4 separate regions of the Mus musculus genome follow, and regions 2, 3 and 4 are each linked to region 1. Evidence: chromatin contacts called from public Hi-C and HiChIP or PLAC-seq data. All regions are on one chromosome and are shown on one strand. The core of a region is the stretch at or near the end of the contact, and the rest is flanking DNA. Distances in the headings are between cores, read along the strand shown. Region 1 has its middle 34 kb from the start of Gm52623. Region 2 overlaps Sox2ot (SOX2 overlapping transcript (non-protein coding)). Region 3 holds the start of Sox2ot (SOX2 overlapping transcript (non-protein coding)). Region 4 has its middle 51 kb from the start of Sox2ot.

What was found. Hi-C and Micro-C count contacts between places; a contact is called where the count stands out from the background. HiChIP or PLAC-seq counts read pairs in DNA pulled down with a chosen protein or histone mark.
Region 2: an H3K27ac HiChIP or PLAC-seq map of oligodendrocyte precursor cells shows a contact between it and region 1, with 10 times the contacts expected there. The contact joins two enhancer-like sites. A contact is called at or near these places in 4 of 484 Hi-C or Micro-C datasets (cerebral cortex, cortical neurons, embryonic retina and 1 more) and 13 of 115 datasets of contacts at active chromatin or transcription factors (craniofacial prominence, differentiating embryonic stem cells, embryonic basal ganglia and 9 more).
Region 3: a contact with region 1 is called in an H3K27ac HiChIP or PLAC-seq map of VIP interneurons, with 4 times the contacts expected there. The contact joins the promoter of Sox2ot here to the enhancer-like site in region 1. A contact is called at or near these places in 1 of 484 Hi-C or Micro-C datasets (cerebral cortex) and 4 of 115 datasets of contacts at active chromatin or transcription factors (VIP interneurons, astrocytes, embryonic basal ganglia and 1 more).
Region 4: a contact with region 1 is called in a Hi-C map of neural progenitor cells, with 1.7 times the contacts expected there. The contact joins two enhancer-like sites. A contact is called at or near these places in 8 of 484 Hi-C or Micro-C datasets (Sertoli cells, cerebral cortex, cortical neurons and 3 more) and 1 of 115 datasets of contacts at active chromatin or transcription factors (neural progenitor cells).

Annotation. Positions count from the first base shown.
Region 1 is chr3:34,230,566-34,234,014 of GRCm38.p6, forward strand. No RefSeq gene overlaps it. Among named protein-coding and RNA genes, the nearest start is that of Gm52623, 34 kb to the right of the region's middle. Within about 2 kb of position 1,891, at least 38 of the 459 cell types and tissues checked have an H3K27ac peak or open chromatin away from gene starts, as enhancers often do. A contact at or near this core is called in VIP interneurons, cerebral cortex, cortical neurons and 4 more, where this site is marked.
Region 2 is chr3:34,662,806-34,666,254 of GRCm38.p6, forward strand. The region is part of intron 4 of Sox2ot (SOX2 overlapping transcript (non-protein coding)); the gene reads left to right. Among named protein-coding and RNA genes, the nearest start is that of Sox2, 15 kb to the left of the region's middle. Within about 2 kb of position 1,621, at least 82 of the 459 cell types and tissues checked have an H3K27ac peak or open chromatin away from gene starts, as enhancers often do. A contact at or near this core is called in cerebral cortex, cortical neurons, embryonic brain and 3 more, where this site is marked.
Region 3 is chr3:34,558,757-34,562,205 of GRCm38.p6, forward strand. Sox2ot (SOX2 overlapping transcript (non-protein coding)) reads left to right here and starts at 1,625. Exons shown (of 5, transcript NR_015580.2): 1 at 1,625-1,813; 2 at 1,960-2,026.
Region 4 is chr3:34,507,747-34,511,195 of GRCm38.p6, forward strand. No RefSeq gene overlaps it. Among named protein-coding and RNA genes, the nearest start is that of Sox2ot, 51 kb to the right of the region's middle. Within about 2 kb of position 1,580, at least 26 of the 459 cell types and tissues checked have an H3K27ac peak or open chromatin away from gene starts, as enhancers often do. A contact at or near this core is called in forebrain and neural progenitor cells, where this site is marked.

The DNA of each region.
Region 1 (3,449 bases), core at 641-3,140:
CAGCAACAGCTCAATCCACTAGCAAGTACTTCATGGATACACCAGCAGTCCAGTTCAACAGAGTTGGGTTAGCAACAGCGGTGAGACTGCCTGCAGAGACAGCGAGAGACAAGTCAGCAGGAGGGACCAGAAGGAACACAGGAGTTCTTGGCTGTGCCTCTCTCAGGGAAGGGAAAATCAGCATAGACTCCAGGCTCAGAATTGTTGCACAGCTAGCTCTATAAGCAAGCCAAGCGCAGCCTCCATCACTGCCCATTAAGTCCTTTTATCTTCTCTCTGAACATCATGTGTCCTCCGTGAGCCTTGCCTCAGCACATGTCTTGTCTCAGCACAAGTGTCTATCTCAGCCCGAGTCTGCAGAGTCAGCAAGAAACTGCAGCACACCACCAGAAGTTTTTGGTGCATTTCTCTCTATGGAGTCCTGACAAATGCAGATCAACTATGTGATGTAAGGTAGCCCAATACATGCATGTCATTAGCAAAGAATTCTTCGTCATGTGTCCTTGCATATGCCTGCTTTAGCAGAACATCCTCTCTTCTGTGTCTGCTTCAGCCAAGCATTCCCTCATGAGCCTGCCTTAGTTTTTCACTCCTGTGTCCACTTTAATGGAAAGTTCCTTCACGAGCTTGCCCCAGCAAAACACCATTCGACACAACTGACTTTCCAGAGAACCCTTTAAGTTTCCACTTCAAAGATGATATCTTTATCTTGTTCTGTAAATGTGCCCTGTATTAATAATAACTGTAAATGCCAAATCATGGGGTGAGAATCCTCGATGAAAGGTGGCACCATCTGGATGTTTGTGCTTTCTTGGTTGATGGGAACTTTCGTGAATTCTAAAGACGACAATGGATCTTAATTAAGTGTTCAAATCCCCCCCTGTGTCACATGATTGTGGAAATCCTGAGTGTGCCTAGTTAATGTTGAAATCAATGGTAATCTGTAGGTGCTCCAATTGGTTGTTCAATATGCAGAGTAGTGGGCACTGTGAACATGCTTTAAACATGAAGCCCAAAACCCAAGGACAAGATGGTTTTGTGCAACTGCACTTCTTATGAATATGTTCCTGTTAAATATTTCAACCACTGAGAGCTATCTTGATATTATCTTAGAGTTCCAAAATCCCTTCCCACACACTGTAGTCAATACGCCATGCTTTAACGCACCATTTCAGAAGGCTATATAACACAATCAAACTGCTTATAAAGGCTTCCTCCTAGAACCAGCATGCATCGTAAGGGTGTGAATTCCAGCTTCTTGGTCCCAAGGAAAATGATGACGTCATCGAGCTGAAAGTACCTTTAGCTTCTCAGCTTGTACAAAAAGGAACTTCCAAAGCAAAACCCTGAGTCAAATCGATGTTTAAGGAATGTAGTTTTAGTCAAAGTGATGATGATGACAACAATGATGAAGATGAAGACAAAGATGATATATGGCTGATGGTTCTCAAAGCTTGCTTTTGTATTTTAAAACTTAGATTTATTTTTGTTTCCAGCAGGTGTCACTGTAGGCAAATAAAAAAAAATGACAGAGTTGCCACAGCTGTGTGATGGCTCCTCCAGCACAGAGCTGGCTTCTATGCAGACTGCTCAAGTCTCTTTTTATTCCTGTGGCTTGTGACATTGGTGTCTTTGCACCGTTTCTGTTTCTCTGGCCACATGCCCTGTCGGAAGATACCACTCAGCTAAATGGACAGAGACAGCAGAGGGACAGGCAGAGCTCAGTGTGGGGAGGGATGACTCTCATTCGGCAGCAGAGAGTCCTGAAATCTTGCAATGTCTAAATGAAGTCAGTACATGAGTTCGTTAGCTTTTGAAGAATTGCTTCCAAAGGTCTTAATCATGTCTGACTATTAGGGGTTCTGTACCAACTTTGTTACCAAAGAAAAGCTCTACCAGGAAGGACGGTCTTCAAAACCTCCCAGCAAGCACTTCCAGCAAGCGCTCAGCCGTAGCCAGGGACAGGGAAGGGAAAGCATGGCAGAAAGGACTAACTGATTGCTTCCATTGAGAGGAAGCTTCAGTGTTGGAGCTAGAATTGAGTTTGTGTTGTCTCACCAGACCCCAGCAAATCCATTTCCGAGCATGGCTTCACAAGGAAAGCCCGGAAACCATTCTGTCTCTCTGTTCCTTTCACTATGTACAGGAAAGCACAGGGAAGAGACAGAGCCAGGGGGACTTGGTCAGAAGCACTCCAGGACTTCAGGTTTCCTGGTAACTCTAGGAAACAAGGTAGGAGGGTTCCATAGCTGTGAATGGTTATTCACTAGGCAGAGCTGTTGGCAACTTGACAGGTGACAGAATTTAAGGAAAGTAGACAACAGAGAAAGTGGTTTGGACAATATTACTGAAAGTATTTTTTATGTGCTTTATTCTTACTTACAAAGGTTATATCCTGTATATGCATGCAGATAAACAGACAAGAACCCTCTTTTACAATCATGGCACAGAGTCTCAGGGAAATTGCTAGTTCCTGTGACTAAAGTTCTTGAGCCCAAAATAGAACCCCATCTCCTGACTCACTTCTGAGTTCTCATGCCCGAGAACATGTTGCCTAAAATAAGGTTGATTCTTGGCTTCTGGAAATATGGATTTTTATTTATTTTATTTTATTAGTAATGCTTCCAGAGTCTCCTAAGCCCTGACTCTATACCTGCACCATACCCAGGTCTTCACATTGCTCCTCTACCTATGAGGTGAAACAGTCTTTCATTATAAGAACACAGGCTCACATTCAGAGCTCTCTGCATGGGGTACTGAGGTACTGAGCCTGCATGGGGTACTGAGGTACTGAGCCTGCATGGGGTACTGAGGTACTGAGCCTGCATGAGGTACTGAGGTACTGAGCCTGCATGGGGTACTGAGGTACTGAGCCTGCATGGGGTACTGAGGTACTGAGCCTGCATGAGGTACTGAGGTACTGAGCCTGCATGGGGTACTGAGGTACTGAGCCTGCATGGGGTACTGAGGTACTAAGCCTGCTTGGGGTACTGAGGTACTGAGCCTGCATGGGGTACTGAAGTACTGAGCCTGCCTTAGGAGCTGAATGCTGAGCTTGACTCCTCCCAAGTCCAAAATCTTTCCTCACACCAGCAACAAAACATGGCCTTTAGTTAGTAGAATGGTAAGGGATAGGCAAGCTCAGTGGTTAGGAACACTTGTTGTCCTTCCAGAGAACCTGGAAGGTTCAGTTCCCAGCACTCATGTTGGATGGCTGACAGTTGCCTATAAGCCCAGCTCCAGGGCATCCCGTGCTCTCTCCTGACCTCCATAGCCAGACGCATACACGAGAGGCATACATTTATACATACACATATGTACACGTGCATGCACATGCATACACACACATTTGGACACACAAATAAAAATAATAATAAAATATTCTAAGAGAACAGTAGAACTGGCATTGGGAAATGACACCCTTTTCTTGTGTTTTGTGAGCTCTTATG
Region 2 (3,449 bases), core at 371-2,870, 430 kb after region 1:
CGCGGACGCTAGGGTCTTCTGAGTGGCAAGTCCCAGCCTTTGGAATTCGGGTCAGAGGAGAGAGACTCGCAGCCTGTGGAGGTTTTGTTTTTGTGTGTGCCCGCCTCTCCATTTTAGTCAACTAATACTGCCTGTCGGGGAAAAGGAACAATTCGCTCCCACCCACCCCTCCGCGCCTTTCTAAGATAAACAGGAGGTGCGAAACGCTTCTGAGCACACGCGCCCCGGGGCCCTCCTCCCACTCTGTGCGCCAACCGAGCATCTGTCCCCGCGTCCCCGAACCAGACCTGGGTGACAACTGCCGGTATTTCAAAACCGTCCCACTGACCGTCAACCATATTTACAATCCCCCACCCCCCAAATCGAGTCACTTCTCTGCCCACTCTCTCCTTTTCTGAGAACTTAAAAGAAGTGGAAAACGTTGAGGAATTGAGAGTGGACTTTCAAAAACGAATCTTTGCCCACCGAAACACGCACTCGCACTTTTTAAAAAGTAGTATTTCAGCACAAGGAGGACATTTGGAAACTTTCTCTTAACAGGAGTCGGGCACATTGCTATTCTTGTGTGTTGGTCGTCTGGCCTCCCCACCCGCGGCGGACAATACCCGCATTGAGACGCGGTGGCCTGCGGGCAGCGGGAAGCTTGGGACTGCGCAGCCTCCTCCAAGGGGCCCGCAGCTACGGGAGCACTAGGATGGGAGCCGGGGCGGGGAGGTCGGTCGCCGGAAGGACAGCCATTAGAAGTATCATTTTTGCCTAAAGCCTTATACTACGCCTCGCTTTGAGGACTTAGATACAGGGTTGTATAAAGACTTAGAGAGTAGGAAGACCGACTCAACTGAGGACGAGTTTCGCATTTTGTTTCATTTTAATTGTCACCCCACCCCCCCGCACGCACGATTTTATTTAGACACTGAATTTTGCACCCCAGGCGGTCCAACCCCACAGACTTCACTCCTAGGCACCTCGTCTTTTGTTAATATCTCAACCTCGGGCTCTGACGCTAAGCAGGCTTCCGCCTTGGTGCCAATTTTTGTCTCACCCGAGCCCTGGTACACTGCAATCTCGCGCTGGGAGTACGGCACCGCAGAGGGCGGGGGGAGCCCAGGTCAGAGACTCGGGAACATTCTTTTCTAAGCTCGATTGTTTTCTCCCTCAGAGCACACCAGCACCCAGGGCCTTTGCAGAAGAACCTCGAGGTCAGCAGAGGCCCTCGGAAGGGCGCCACAGTGGCTGAAGCTGGCGTCTTAGGGTTTAAAACGTGCACCCCGCCGAGTGTTGGGACCACGTGCTGCGCCTTCGAAAGGTGACGGCGGCCCCGCTGCAGTCCCGGGCGGCGGGAGATGGCGCAGGGAACGCCGCAGCCCCCGGTGGCGGCAGGGGCGGGTGCTGTGTGGCAGAACTGGCCTCGGCGCTGAGTGCAGAGAATTATCTGGAGCGTGCTTGATCTGGGGCTGCGTAGTCAGCGTAGTCAGCTTCTGCTTTATTTGTTTGTTTGTAATCTCATATTTAGCAAGCCAGGACGGTGGCAGCGAGGGAGAAAGGAAGGGATGGAGGAGGGGGCTTCGCGCTAACCACACCCCTTCCTAATGAGTTAATTTCCATATTTGCGTCTCCCGCTTCTAGCGCCCTCTCTTTCCGGGCGCCTCCGTGCAGTTGCGTCTTGCGCAGCTCAGACACTCTCCACTTAGGAATGAAACAAAAAAGCCCCGGGTAAGAGCAGAAAATTGGTCTATTGATAACATTCGCTCCGAGTGTTGATCTTGGCATTGCGGGCAGCCGGTTAGTCTCCACCCCACTCCCCAAATGGGTCACACAGGGATTGCAGAGGGCTTGCGGACTTACTAGCTGACTGCAGACAGACGTTGACGTCCCTCCCGCCTCCAACTGTCCGACCCTCGCATCGTCTTTTCTCACAACTTCACATTTTTTTGTCCCTCAGGGTAAAAACAGTGGAAACCTAGCCAACGCAGAAAAGGAGGGGAAATAATCTCAAACAAATGAATCAAAAGCGAAAGTTTCAAACTAGAGTCGGACTGGGGCAGGGGCGGGGGGAGATAAAGTTTTGTACTAGAAAAGGAGTGCTGGTCGAAGCTGGAAACAGGCTCTAGGGTGGACACCTGTGGGAATAGATTAAGGAAAGCTACGAACTGGTATTGCCATCCAACAAAAAGTTGTGGCAAAGACAGTGAAAGGAGTTTTGGAGACACAGGAACTCAAAGGCAAGCCACGAATCAGGACTTCTATCTCGGTTGTCTCTGCTTGGATGAAGGCTCTGTTCAAAAAAGTCCATGCAAGAAACAGACCTTCCCAGTTGCTCACCGCCCCTGTCCCTCCCCACCTTGGTGGCTTCAACTCCTCTCTGGCTGCAGTGTCTAAACAGCTCTCTGGTCAAAATAAACTGTCCCAAGAAACTTTCCAAACTGGGGAGCAACTTAGGCAGTTAGGCAGGGAGCTTTAATCAAGATTTGTAGCTCTGCGAGGGGCAGCGACAGCAAACATCCCGCAGGTGTACGCCGTAACTCCACCATCCGGACTCCAATGTAGATTACTCTGGCCGCGTTTGATCGGCTCTTTGAAAGCCTTTAACAATTGCCTGTGACGAACGACCGGGCTCAGTGTTTTCTGAATAATGCCTTGAGCGTAAGTCCTCGGGGTCTTTAAAGAGCTCCAGTTTGAGAGTGCTAGAGGGTGTGTGTGTGTGTGTGTGTGTGCTGTTTTCGGTTTTGCTTTGAAGGAGAAAGGGGGGGAACTAGTTCGGTTTAGCTTGTACCTCGTCAACTTTTAGCTGCTAACAGGTATCACTCAAGTCAGTCAAACGCTTGATCCCTGTCACCTTTGCTTGCTGTCTTCCAGAAGCTGTGTATGGCATATTGTCTGTGTCAAGAACATTGCTTTTCCTTTTAATAATGCATTGTGTATATGTGTATGTACATATTGTATTGTGTTGTGTTAATGAAATGACACAGTTACTAATTTTCTGTCTTGTCAGTTACAACTGCACTTCCTGCTCTGTTGAGGTAGTTAGAACAAACACTATTATTATTACCACTTTAATACTGTCCTAGTATCTTCGCTGCTCTTTCTAAACTGTATCTATTCAGTAAGAGTTGGATTCGAACGTCAACGTTTTCCAAAGTAAAACCCGTAGTTTGCCACAACCCCTTCCAACACCTAGGCACCAAAACCCAACACCAAATTTTTTTTTAAAAGGAGCTGCTTCCAAACCTGTCTTGTTTGCCTACCGTGTTTACATAAGGGGAGGGAGGCAAACTTTTGTCTGAAACTTACACTAAGCAGAACTTCCATTTCTTAGAGTGTCAACAGTTGCAGGGCTTATCACACCAGTGTGAGGGGCACACATCTGAATTGAAGGCCCACTCCTGCCACTTCAGAGCACGAAGGGCTACCTGTGAATGACTGTTAAGTTTGCCTACTGGAAAAGTTTT
Region 3 (3,449 bases), core at 375-2,874, 330 kb after region 1:
TGCTGAGCTTAGGGTTGGGGGGGCGGGGGGGCGGGGCAGGAGGTCTTGCAACCCTCAAGAAGGTTGAAAAACTGTAGATGAGAACTCGTACCTACTCGAAATAAATTGGCTGTTCTGTGTTCAGAATCTGTGTTGAGGAATAGTTCAGAGAGAACGTCCAGGTCCCAGGGAATGGTGGGTCACAGGAATCTTATTATAGGGCTTATCTGTACACCCATGCTTACTTTTTTTTTTTTTTTCCAAACGCAAAGAACGGCCACTGGCTTGAGACAGGCCCAGTGCTTCCTTTATCCCAGCTCCTTTATGCTCCCCTTTTAAAGAAGCTGTCAAGTTCTCTTTCTGCAGCTGACAGGAAAGGCCAAATCTGGGATGCTGCAAAGCAGCACAAAAAAGAAAGTTTTTTGTGTTGATGTTTTTACCAAGTGAGCTAAGGAGAATTTTAGAATCATGTAATTTACTCCGGAGGCATTTACTGTACATAGCTATAGTGATGGTAATTTCCTTCATTGTTGAAGTGAAAAGATAACCATCAATCAGTTGTCAATTGGTCAATTGCAGAAGTGATGAAAAGAACCCAGTTGGAACAATCACTTCTGTGGCTACCTAGGCCATTGGGAGGCTTGAGAAAAGCGTGGGAACTGGATTGCGTTTTTTAAAGGGATTGGGCCAGATCACCAGAAAGGTTAATGGGCATCGCCACCCGGTTAAGAATGGTTTTACCAGTACACATTTTCAAACTGAAATAGTAAAATTGAAACATGATGTTAAAGGTAAAAAATTGTTCACTGAGCTAGGTAAGAGGTAACCAACCCCCTCCCCAAACCCTGGAAATTACTATTCTCTTAATAGCGAAATAAATAATAACTCATTAATAATAGCAACACAAGTTCATAACAATGGTCTGTGCCATCTTAGCTCTGGTCCTAGGGACCTTGAAACAAGTCACTTTCCAGGTATTTTTCTTAAGGCATGGGAAAAATCAAGTTAATTTTAAATATTGGGCTTAAACAAACATCTTCAAATAATCTTGTTGTTAAAAGCCCGTGGGTGTTCACATACAAGTTAGGATAACGGTAGTTTTTAAAATCAGTAACTTGCTTGAGTGGGAATGGTGCCTCAGGACTTAGTGCTGGGATTCCCTGTCAATTTCTCCTATTTCTAAGAAGAGCAATGTCATAGATTTATTCTGAGAGAGTCCCAAACACGTCTTGTTGGGGGTTTTGTTTGTTTGCTTGCTTGCTTGTTTTGGGTTTAGTTTTGTTTTGTTTTTTGTTTTTTGTTTGTTTTTTCTTTGCTGCTTTGTTTTGTTTTGTTTTTACTGTGGTAGGTAATAAAAAGGGATTACAGGCCCCTAGAAGGACACAGCATCATCAGCGTGCAATCCAGCCCATGGTTTCTTAGATACCGTATTGTCTATTCTGTTCCGCTATGTGAAAAATGTTGAATATCAACAATGGGTTTCAGTGCTGCATTGTTGAGTTTTGTATGAACTAATCTAGCTTCACTAAAAAAAAAAATAAAGAAGAAGAAAAAAAAGAAAAAGAAGGAAAGAAAGAAGAAATAAAGGGAAAGAAAAAAAAACGACAGCTTTGAACAAAAGTCCACAGCCAGTGTGTTCCAAGTCCCTGCTCAGGGCTGACTGTGGCAGGGGACACTCTCCTGCTGGCTCTCTCTGTCCACACTTAGCTGGCTCCTGTCCTCAGGTGCACGGCCACACCCTCGCACCCAACCTTGATCCTCTGATGGGGAAGGTCCCAGGACTTGTCTGCTGGGACAGGCCTCACCCCCAAGAGCTCTGGGCAGTACCGAGAAGGTAAGGGATTGCGCGCGCAGCTTCTCTGCCCGGGTGGGCTGGCCTAGCTCGGAAACTTTGTGGAGAACCATGGATTTTTTAACTTCCACCTGTCTCTGTTCTCCTCTTCCTCCTCCTCCTCTTGCTTCTTCTTCTTCCTCCTCTAGCAAACCTGACAGATTTCTCCAGAACAGTGGCCATCCATGGGATGAGTGAAAGCCTCTTTCTATTCCAGTAAGTAATTGACTTGTAACTAAAAAATTGTCGTGGCTGCTGTGTCAAGTGCAGGGTGAGTGGCTGCTGGCACAGGTGCTGCTTCTCCTTTAGAATGGAAAGAAAGGGGGCTTAACCTGTGATTAAGTTTCAAGTCAATTGACCTCCACATGATAGCACATAATTCTCCCTTGCCTCCCGAAAGGCCCTGCCTGGTTCCTGTTTTGACCCTGGGTCTGACACCTGTGCTTTAATGTCTCCCAGTGCAAAGGCTAGAGTTGCTCTTTTCCTTTATTAAGTAAGTGAGAATATAAAGAGCCCAGGGTGAATCCCAGTGGTATGGACCATAACTATCTGAAAGAGTGCACTGTGACGTTGTTTGTGAGGGGTTGGCTTGGTTTGGTTTGGTGTTTTTTTTTTTGGTTTTTGGTTTTTTTTTTTTTTTTTTTTTTTTTTTTTTTTTTTTTAGTGCACTAACTCTAACTTCATGGAAATTATTCTTGTACAGTTTTAAACTCTGATTTTTATAGACAAATGTCATGAGCTTGCTAGGGTTACACAGGGAATGGCAGGCAAGTAAGGGTGTTAGGAAGTTGACATAAAGTGCTTTGGAGTGCTCAACTCCGATGCACCACACTTCACGAGCTCAACACGCCTCAATCTTTGCTGATTTTTTTTTTTAAGCTGTAAGAGGAAATAGCAACATTGTTTCTCTGAGTTTCTACAAACGGGCTCAAAGTCTATTTAATGTCTGCTGGATGCCCCACTTGAATTTTGGAGTCAGGGGGATACATACTAACCAAAAGCAAAATAAATAGGTGACAGCTAAAATTACTGCTCTCCATTCCTTTTACAAAGACCAGTTGCATGCTATGATTTTCTGTAAGATTCAGGCAGCTCCGGGCTGCTGTGTTTTCCTCTTTTTCTTACCATGGGAATTAAAAGTGCACGCTGATGGTGGCTACTCAGCCTCATTTTGGGGCCAGGCTGGGATGAGCTGTCTGAGCCATTTCTGACCCTCCGCTTGCAGCAGCGAGCCTGAATTCCCCCCTTGCTTGCCCATCACTGTCAGTCAATTATAGGATTGAACTGAACCAGAAAATCTGGTACAGTCTGGTAATTAGTACAAAGGGTTTCCAGTCTAGTGTGAAGACTGAGATGCAGGAGCCCCAGCAGCCCCAGAAATCGTTTTGATTGGACATGGACATTGCTTTTTAGTGCTGCCTGGTGACTTCCTAAAGATAATACCTCCTGCCCTACAGGTCTTCCTTCAAGTACATTATGGGCCTTTTTGAAAGAGTCGTGTGTGTGTGTGTGTGTGTGTGTGTGTGTGTGTGTCTGTGCATGTGTGTGTGTGTTTCTTTTTTTAGAACCCACTTCTCCCATTTTTAGACTGTCATTTTTACCTATCAAACAGACACATTTTGACTTGCCCAACAAAGAA
Region 4 (3,449 bases), core at 330-2,829, 280 kb after region 1:
GAAGTTTTATAAATTAGAGATTGACGTGGGGGTGCCTAACCCATTGTGGGCAGGGCCATCCCTGGGCAGTTGATTCTGGGTGAATAAGAGAAGTATGGTAAGCAAGCCATTAGGAACAAGCCAATAAGCAGTGTCCTCCATGGCCTCTGCATCAGTTCCTGCCTCCAGGTTCCTGCCTTCAGTTCCTGTCATGACTTCCCCAGGGATGAAGATTCACCTGAAAGCAGTGAGATAAAGTAACCCCCCCCCTTCCCAAGTTGCTTTTGTTCAATGTGTTCTACCACAGCAATCAAAACCTTTTTTCCCAGCAGTTTATAATAGTTATTTTGCTATGTGAGCTGATAAATGCTTAGTTGTGTATTTATATACATACGCATATGTGTGTGCGTGCATGCGTGCATGTGTGCACCTGAGTATGGAGTCCAACATCAACCTCAGGAGCTGTCATCTTATTTGAACCATGTTTGTAATTGGCCTGGAGCTCCCTGGTTAGGCGAGGCTACATGATCTGGAAGTCCTAGGCATACACCTGAGTCTGCCTCCCTAGCCCAGATTACAAGTGCGCTCCACTAGGCCTGGCTTTTTAAACCTGGGCTTTGGGATCCAACTCAGGTCCAAGGGAAGCATTTTTACTTCCTGACCTGACTTCCTAGGCCAGTGAGCTAATACAATTTAATGAGTTCAGTTAGCAAAAGAAAAAGCCTATGAAAAATCTAATATAAAATTAATTAATTTTTTCTTTCTAGAAATGAACTGGAGTTTTTTGAGAGTCCTTTGAGGCCTGCTTGGATATTTCCCTCCCTTCCTCCCAAGCCACCACCTCCTTCGGTGGAATAGAAGGTATTTCTTACACTTGATTTTAGCCGAAAGGCAGGAAGTGACAAAGGATTTCCTTGTGGAAAGGGATGTGGTGGTCAACCTAGATGCTCTCCAAGGACGACTGAGAATTTGCACCTCCCTGGGTACTCTGACATGCTGGAAGCCAGTAGGAGATCTGGTATTCGGAACCTCAAGAGGTTTCCCTCACTGGATGGAGACCAAAATTATGCCTTTGTGTAAATAATTGCATCCAACATTAACCAGTTTGCAAGTCAAAAGGGCTCAGCGAATGTGACTCTGAGTCAAGGCCTTGCCTGGCACCAAGCAGGGCTCAAGTTTTTCGTCTTTCATCTTAGAAAATTTCATTACATTTTTATTGATTAATTTGTGGCAGGTAGGTCACCCATGCCACAGTGAGTATGTGGAGGTCAGAGGATAATCTGCGGAAGTCAACTCCCTACTTCTACCATGTGGGTATCGAACTTAGGCCCTTGCCAGCTGAGCCATCTCACACCCCCTTTATCTTTTCTCCTGAGTCATTGTCCCCAGGCCTGACAGATTCTCAGTCCCTGAGGGCTCTGGGCTATTCTTGCTTATTTGAGGAGTATTACATGCACAGCTAGTTATCATGAACGGAAAAACAAGCCTTTTTCAGACTCCACATTACAAAGTTGCTTGACTGTTGTCTGTCATAGGAATTCTCCCTCGCTCTGTGAGATCACTAGGCACTAATGACAAGAGACTGTGCAAAAAACTGTTTGTACACAAGGTGGTGATGTTAGCAGCTGCCGTACTTTTATCCTGCTTAAGAACACAAGAAACAACAGTCTGTCTCTCTGAGTGATTGCCAAAGGGAACATTCAGTCATTTGTGTGACAGCCAGTCAGCACGCGTCAGAGTTGCAGGAGGGAGAGAGGGGATCACAGGCAGGAGATGAAGCTCAAAGGGCAAAAGAATTCTTGCCTAGAGTCAGCACTTTGGGAGCTTGGCCTGTTACCCACAGGTCCTGATTGTAAATGCAAGCTGATAACTGAAATACATCCATTTCTAGGAAGATGTCCCTCAGAATCTCCTTCTCCTCAAAGCCTTCCCTGACTGGTCTACTGCATCTGCTCTCCCCTTTATGCATATCGCACATGAAATTCAACTCATACTATACTATAGTAGTGTAATTCAGAACTATTAAAACATCAAGGGCTTTTTTTTTTCTTTTTTCTCACAAGGTAAAGTGTTTGTCATGCAAGCCCAAATGGCCCAAGTTCAATCCCTGCAACTCACACAAAGGCTAACGGAGAAGTACAACTCCACAAGCCTTGTCCTCTGATGCGCCCACGTGCACATGTATATATCCAACACAAGGAGCGAAAAGCTTTAAAAGTAAAATCTGTGTCATTATTTCACTGATTTCCTAACCAACACTAAAGTATAAACTAATATACTAAATCTAAGCCTGGTCATATTGATGATGCCGACCCAGGCACAAGTAATTAAATGTATTTTATATTAGATATCAAAATTTGCTCATTTGGTAGGAACATGTATCTTTTTATGTGTCTCTTCTGGAAGGTGGATGCATGTGACTTTAGGGAACAGGGTCTGGTGGACAGGAGGCAGACAGCCTGTGTGCTGTGAACCCAAACTTACAGACTTTGTTTTCAGCTTTAAGGTTCTCTCTCCATGGTGAAAGAGTAGCAGTTGTTATTTGGAAGCTAAAAGGAGAAATAACTGTTGGTACCTGGAAGAATGAGTCTGAAACTTCTGTACAAAGAAAAGTAGCAAGCAGTATCCAATGCCGGCTGTAAACTGTGGCCCTGGCTTCTTGCCCCCAGCTCTGCTCTGAGATGTTGATTGGCTTGGGCATGCTGTCAGCCACCTCTCACCTGGGAGAAGTGATATCTTATCAAAGCCCAGACAGCTCCCCTTCACCACAGACAGATAACGGGGCCTTTCAATTTATCATACGGAAGTCTAAAAGAACCATGGGAACGACTGGTCAGCTGACAGCTTGACAGACAGCTTGACAGCCCTTAGAGCATCATGGGAAATGGTTGTCAGTTAATTTTCAGAGCAACCAGAGAGATAACCTTCAGAATGGGGAGGAAAACAAAAATCTGAATATTTGTATATGATCCAGCAGCAGGCAATAGTGTTCACTGCTGATAATTGTGTGATCCAGACAGTTGGAAACAGAGTTATCAAATCTCAGAGGTTCCCAGGAGGCAGGAGCACCCTCATCTCTGTGGTGGCCTCTTACCTCCTTGTTCTAACATCATTAGAAACATACATACAGGATATGGGGCTCATGACACAGTGTGAGTATGCAACGGACCACTGAGTCTGCCCTGGGTTTAGTCAGCTGTCCTTTGGAAAGCACTGCCTATGTGTCATTACCAAAACATAGTTTGTTTATTAACAGCTCTGAGCAAAAAGCCACTTCATACAGTGTCACACAAATCCCGCTTTGTACTCTGGGTTAACTTGGCCCTGAAAGGTCGCAGCCACCTTCATGGGAGAAAGCAAGTCAAAGAGGGCAGGTGAAGACAGCGTGAGTCTAGAATTACCCAGGCATTCATGCATCAACCAGCACTGCGTGCTAACTGCACCTAAGCATCTCTGCTGGAGGCATGAAG